Linked DNA regions of Mus musculus: region 1 is linked to region 2. The links are chromatin contacts, called in public Hi-C maps. All regions are on one chromosome and are shown on one strand. The core of a region is the stretch at or near the end of the contact, and the rest is flanking DNA. Distances in the headings are between cores, read along the strand shown.

Region 1 (2,998 bases), core at 22-2,521, 83 kb before region 2:
AGACAACAGAGCAGACTGTGGGCGTCGGTCCTCACCACATGAAGCATTCAAAAGAGCGTTCAAGCATCACTAGGGAGGGCAGATAGAGGGTTCAGAGTGTCCCCAGGGAAACTCAATTTGTTGTAATATTTCTCACTGTAGTGCATCACTGGGCAAGGATTTAGTTATGTTTAATTGGAAATGAGACTTTAAAAATTTTGACTGTCTTCCATTGGGGATAATTTAAAGACTGCAAAGAAGCAGAGTAGAATCAAATGAATTGTTAGGTAGCCTTTAGTGATCTCTGAAGAGCTCTAAGGCCACAGTGAAGGTCTAATAGGTAACCTTCTTACCCACAACTCCTTTGGAAATCATGGCGTTGCTTTCATTGTGTAGCTAATGGAAGTATTTTGGAGACCTCGGCTTTTATTTTGGAGCTACTGATATTTTAACTTTAATTTTTTTTTTCTGTCTTGGTTTTAAAGCTGCCTGTTTCCACCATAAACAATCTGTAGAAAAAGTAACCACAAAACTGGATTCCTGGAACCAGGCTCTGAAAATAAAGACACAATGAAGTCTTCAACAAGAATTAGATTAAATCTGAGCTAGAACAGATTTAGTATCTCTGAGTAGACAATTGTAAGAGCTTGCTAGAGAGAAGATTCAGTGTGAAGGTAACAGATCTGGGTCCTTTGTAGGGAAGGGTCTCTAATTGTGGGAGGTCCACCCCTTCTCTTTAAAATGTTATGATGATGATGATGATGGTGATGGTGATGAGAGTTACGGGGAGGGGGAGCATGCCTGCATGCCACAGTTGTGGATGTGTGGCTGTCTCTCATCTTGGGGAGATAGAACACTTAGATGATCAGGCTGCCCCACTGGGTGAGCTCACTGCTCTCCTTATCTGTTAATGCAAAGGTGACACTTGGTTTTTAGAGGTCACCCATCTTGTTGTCTCATTAAAATTAGCCATGGAGGTTTAAAACTATGCTGTGGTGTGATGGGATATTTTTTAACACCTAAATGCTCTAGAATAATGAATCTCAAACTTCAGTTTACATCAGAATCACCTTGCATTTGTTTAACTTTGTTTCTGTTTCTTTTTCTGTCATTGTTATCTATGTATCTATTTATTTAGACTGCGGCTCACTAGGTAGCCTACACTGGCTCAGACCGGTGCTGCTCTGGACCCTACCTCAGCTTCCTGTGAACTGGGATAGCAGGCCTGTGTGGCTGAGCCCAGTGGGAAGGCTTCTTAACATGCAGGTTGCTAGGCAACAGGCCAAGGTTTCTGCATCCTAGGTCTGCAGAGAGCTCCAGGGTTCCTTCCTAACAGACTGTGGCAGCTGGGCACCTGCATCTGCAGATGACTTTAATCTCTTGTGTAGTACTTAATTTTAGGACTCCATGATGGTTTTTGCTTTGGTAATATCACTTATTTATACTTCCTGTTACATAATTGTACATTTCTCTCCTCAAGTTTTGGGGCAGGGTAAATTTGTCTTAACATCTCACCAAATGTTAATTAAGAGCAGACATTTGTGGCAGTGACATGGCTCAGCAAGTGAAGGTGTCTGCTGCACAAACCTAACACACTCAAGTTGGATTCCTGGAACAAAGTTGTCCTCTAACCTTAGCATGGGCTTGATGACAACCCCACCCCAGCCCTGCAGCACCCCATACCACTAAATATACACACAAAAGAAGGAAAGGAAAGGAAAGGAAAGGAAAGGAAAGGAAAGGAAAGGAAAGGAAAGGAAAGGAAAGGAAAGGAAAGGAAAGGAAAGGGAGAGAGAGAGAGAGAGAGAGAGAGAGAGAGAGAGAGAGAGAGAGAGAGAGAATAAACATATCCTGAGCTGTATGAGAGAATAACTGAGGAATTTTTATTAAAAAACAAAAACCCTACAGAGCTAGAGAGATGCCTCAGAAGCTGAGAGCACTTGTTTTTTCCAGAGGTCCTGAGTTCACTTCCCATGATGGCTGGAAATTGCTACAACTCCAACTCCAGGAGAGCCCATGCCTCTGGCCTCAAGTCACACACACACACACACACACACACACACACACACACACACACACACATGTCACATGCATACACAAAAGGGGGGGGGAATCTTTTAAAAACAAAGAAGAGAAAAGAAAAGAATCCTGGAGTCTTCTTGGAATAATTGGACATTTTCTCATGTTGGGACCCATATGCAGTCAACACCAACACTGCGAGACCTTACCCAGTACAGCCACATCAGATTTCAAGCTGTGGCAGATATTGAAGACTCCTCCATGAATTTAAAATTGTTAATTTCAGATCATGCACAAATTTGGTGCTGCTCACAGCCCCACTAAAGCCTGCCTTATTTTGACTCTCTTCCCCACGTCTGGCTCTCTGTTAGGAGTACCAAGGGCTAGGAAGAGTCTTATGAGCTTTCTCCACAAGTGATGGGCAGAACCAAGACAGAGCAAAAGCAAGCTAAAACAAAAGTTTTATGTAATGGGCCCTAACAGCAGCAGAAACGTCACTTCCCCGGGATTGTTCTGAGTCATCTTTCTGCACCGGTGCCCGTGTTGCAGCTTGTCCGTGAGTTAAACGGGTTTAGGTCTCTACGGATTCCTGCCAGTTCCTCATTTCTAGATGACTGAGTAGACTTTAAAAAGGGAAGATTCATTATCCAGATGGTTGGTAATTTGAGATTATTGTTTATTCTGGAGAAACGTATATAACATAATCTTCACCATTGTAATAATCTTCAGTTCCTTGGCTTGCAACGCCCCATGATGTGTGGCCATCTCAGCCGTCCATCTCTAGGCAGCCCCCCGGAAACTGAGTAAAAGGGTATCTCTAAGCAGCAGTTCCTTCAGCCGGCGGAAACCACTACTTTACTTTGTGGGTGCCTATTCCAGGCGCCACAGGAAGTGGGATCATCCATCTTTCCGTGCCATGCTCATTTTGTTTAGCTGTCAGTCATCCAGGGATGATCTGTGCTAGACGTGTCTATGGTGATATAAACTCCTGTTTTTAGCT
Region 2 (3,126 bases), core at 345-2,844:
TGGAAAGTCTGCAGAGCCTTGCCACTACCTGTATTTGACACTTAACAGACCTGGCCCGGCTGGATTATCTTGACTGCAGTGCCTCTTGCTTTTCAAGTCTGATGAATATAGAAAGATCAAGGAACACACTGGTCTTTGGGAACAAGGAGTTTTACCTAATGATGAGCCTGGGGAAGATAGAGTATTCATTACTGACTTGAAGCCCTGGGTAAATTTGAGAGATTATCTTCAGGTGCACAAGCCAAGTGCTACAGAGTGCAGTCCTCCACTGCCCTCTACTGCTGGAAGATGGCACTGCAAGCTGTTGGTTGGAGGTGTGTGTGTGTGTGTGTGTGTGTGTGTGTGTGTGTGTGTGTGTGTGTGTGTGTGTGTGTGTGTGTGTGTGTGTGTGTGTGATGTGCTTAGTGGGCAGGCTTATCCCTTAAGAATGTGCAAACCACGACAATGAGGAAAAGAATCTCAAAAGTTAAATAGCAGTTTTTGTGGAAGTTTTTATTTGCACACAGATGTTTCAGCTGACTTAGTTTTAATTGTCAAAATGTATACATTTTTTTTTTAATTCTTTTTTTGTTTGTTTGGTTTTGGTTTTGGTTTTGGTTTTGGTTTTGGTTTTGGTTTTGGTTTTGGTTTTGGTTTTGGCTTTGGTTTTGGTTTTGGTTTTGGTTTTGGTTTTGATTTTGGTTTTGGTTTTTGAGACAGGGTTTCTCTGTGTGGCCCTAGCTGTCCTGGAACTCACTTTGTAGACCAGGCTGGCCTCGAACTCAGAAATCCACCTGCCTCTGCCTGCTGAGTGCTGGGAATAAAGGTGTGTGCCACCATGCTTTGCTCAAAATGTATACATTTATGATGCTTAACCTGTTTTGATAGACATCATAAAATAGCTAAATCAAGCTAGTTAACATACTATGACCTAATACACTTAACTTTTTCATGGCAAGAGCACTTAACATCTACTCTTTTAGCAGCTTTCAAGTATATGTTGCATTGTTATTAACTAGGTATAGGTACCATTATACAGTCTCTTGAACTCATTGCTCCTATCCAGGTGAGTTTTGTACCCTTCGATCAGCATCTCTCCCTCACCATACACACACTGTTGCTGAAAAGCACTGGACCACACATTCTGGCAGCCACCATTCGACTCTCTGCTGTTAGGACTTGGACTTTTAAAAATATATATCCCAGGGAGAGTTGCAGTAGGAACGTCTCTTTCCTGGTTTAGTTCAGGTAACATAATGAACTCTAGGTTCATTCATGCTTCTATAGCTGGCAGGATTTCCTTTCACTTTTAGATAGCTGAATACTATTCTTCTGTATGGATATAGCACATTTCCCGTATTTGTTCATCCACTGATTGACACCTAAGTTGACTGCCATTATCTTCGCTGTGGTGCAATAGACCTGGGCATGATAATGTCTCTGCAGCACACTGATGTCATTTCCTTTGGCTCAGTTCCCAGAAGTCAGATTGTTGGATCATACCCTAGTTCTATTTTTAGTTTTCAGGAACCTGATTTTCCATAATGACTGTGCTGATTAACATGTCTACTAACAGTGTCCAAGGGGTCTCTTTTCCTTTCATCTGCTTGGTAACAGCCACTCTAATGGATTTGCATTTTCATGATGATTAGTCAAGCTGGGGAGGTTTATACATCCCTCTGGATCCTGTGTGTTGTTTTCTTTTGGGAAACAACAACAACAACAACAAAACGGTGTCTGTTCAAGTCTTTTGACTGTTTTTTGCTGGAGTTGTTTTCTTTTTCCGCTGAGTTTTGTTTGGTGGTTTTGTTATTATCGGTGCATTTACTTCTAAGACTCTGATTTCTTTCGATGCATGGTCGTTGTAATCATTAAATGCTCACACTTCCTCTTCATTGTTGCTATCTTCCCATTGCTACCCTAATACCGACATGCTGGTGCGATGATCCGAGGAGATGGGATTTGGGAAGTCATTTGGTCATGGAGTGACTTCTTAAGAAGGTTGGCAACATAGAGGAAGCTGGCGGTGTCTCTTTCCATCGTGTGAGGATACAGGAGGTCAGCACTCAGATCAGAGACACCCTATCTAGAACTTGACCGTGTTGGCATTCGGTCTACCTCATGTTGTTTAAGAGTCATGCAGACTCATTATCATGTTGTAGCAGCCTGAACTAAAAATTCCTCAAGAACAAAACCCTCTGAGATCTGTTGCTTCTTACTGCCATCTTCCTTCCTGGCTCTGTGCAACCGGGAAAACAATTCTAGACCTTTTAAGTGCACATGGGTTCTGTAATGTATAAGCTCCACCTTCCTTGGATCTTCATAATGGCTGTAGCAGGTAGAGTAATGCAAATGGCTTAAAGGGTAAGGAAGGGCTTAGTTTTTTGGAATAAAACAGTGTCTGTTCAAGTCTTTTGACTGTTTTTGGTTTTTTTGTTTGCTTGTTTTTGTTTTGTTTTGTTTTTGCTGGAGTTTTGTTTGGTGGTTTTGTCATCCGTGCATTTACTTCTAAGACTCTGATTTCTTCCGATGCATGGTCAGACGGACAGACAGGCAGGCAGGCAGGCAGGCAGGCTGTGTGCTGGAATGTTCACTTACATCGTGGCCCCCGAGCTCTGCCTATGTTGAGAGTGAGGCTCAAGTCACGTTCTCCGACTACCTCAGGGCTTCTTACACCACTTTTCCTTCTTGTGATTCCTTTCTACCCAAGAAAAATTTACACGACCCCAAGTATGTAAACACATCAAAGTGAGCATAAACATAAAGCACTCACGGCTAATAAGTCATGAATAAATCACAATTTAAGACTATAGTCAATTTTTATACAATGAGATGGGTGCGTTTGTCTATTTTTGCATGAAGAATAAATCTTGGCTGAATAATTGATACAGAAGGGTTGGGAGCATCTTCATTTTTGAGAGCAGACTGATATTTTGATTTTATAGTCATCAATGCCAAGAATTCAGCTTTCCATAAATTTGTTCTTGCAAAATGTCAGAGGCGTTGTTATTACCCTAGACTTGGTAGGGACCTGGGAGAATGGAGCTGATAAATGAGGCAGACTAAAGTCTCATGCAGTAGCCAGCTTTATTCAGCGCATCAGACAGTTTATACTCAGGGTTGAGAAAGGTCACAGGAACAAGGTTT

What was found. A called contact is a pair of places that touch in the nucleus more often than the background predicts.
Region 1: a contact with region 2 is called in a Hi-C map of the N1E-115 cell line, with 3 times the contacts expected there. The contact joins two enhancer-like sites. A contact is called at or near these places in 16 of 484 Hi-C or Micro-C datasets (DN2 thymocytes, ECoMG-derived neutrophils, the N1E-115 cell line and 12 more) and 3 of 115 datasets of contacts at active chromatin or transcription factors (differentiating embryonic stem cells, embryonic stem cells and large pre-B cells).

What each region holds. Positions count from the first base shown.
Region 1 is chr13:99,939,029-99,942,026 of GRCm38.p6, reverse strand. No RefSeq gene overlaps it. Among named protein-coding and RNA genes, the nearest start is that of Gm41039, 6.0 kb to the right of the region's middle. Within about 2 kb of position 1,271, at least 110 of the 459 cell types and tissues checked have an H3K27ac peak or open chromatin away from gene starts, as enhancers often do. A contact at or near this core is called in the N1E-115 cell line, where this site is marked.
Region 2 is chr13:99,856,414-99,859,539 of GRCm38.p6, reverse strand. No RefSeq gene overlaps it. Among named protein-coding and RNA genes, the nearest start is that of Cartpt, 43 kb to the left of the region's middle. Within about 2 kb of position 1,594, at least 10 of the 459 cell types and tissues checked have an H3K27ac peak or open chromatin away from gene starts, as enhancers often do. A contact at or near this core is called in the N1E-115 cell line, where this site is marked.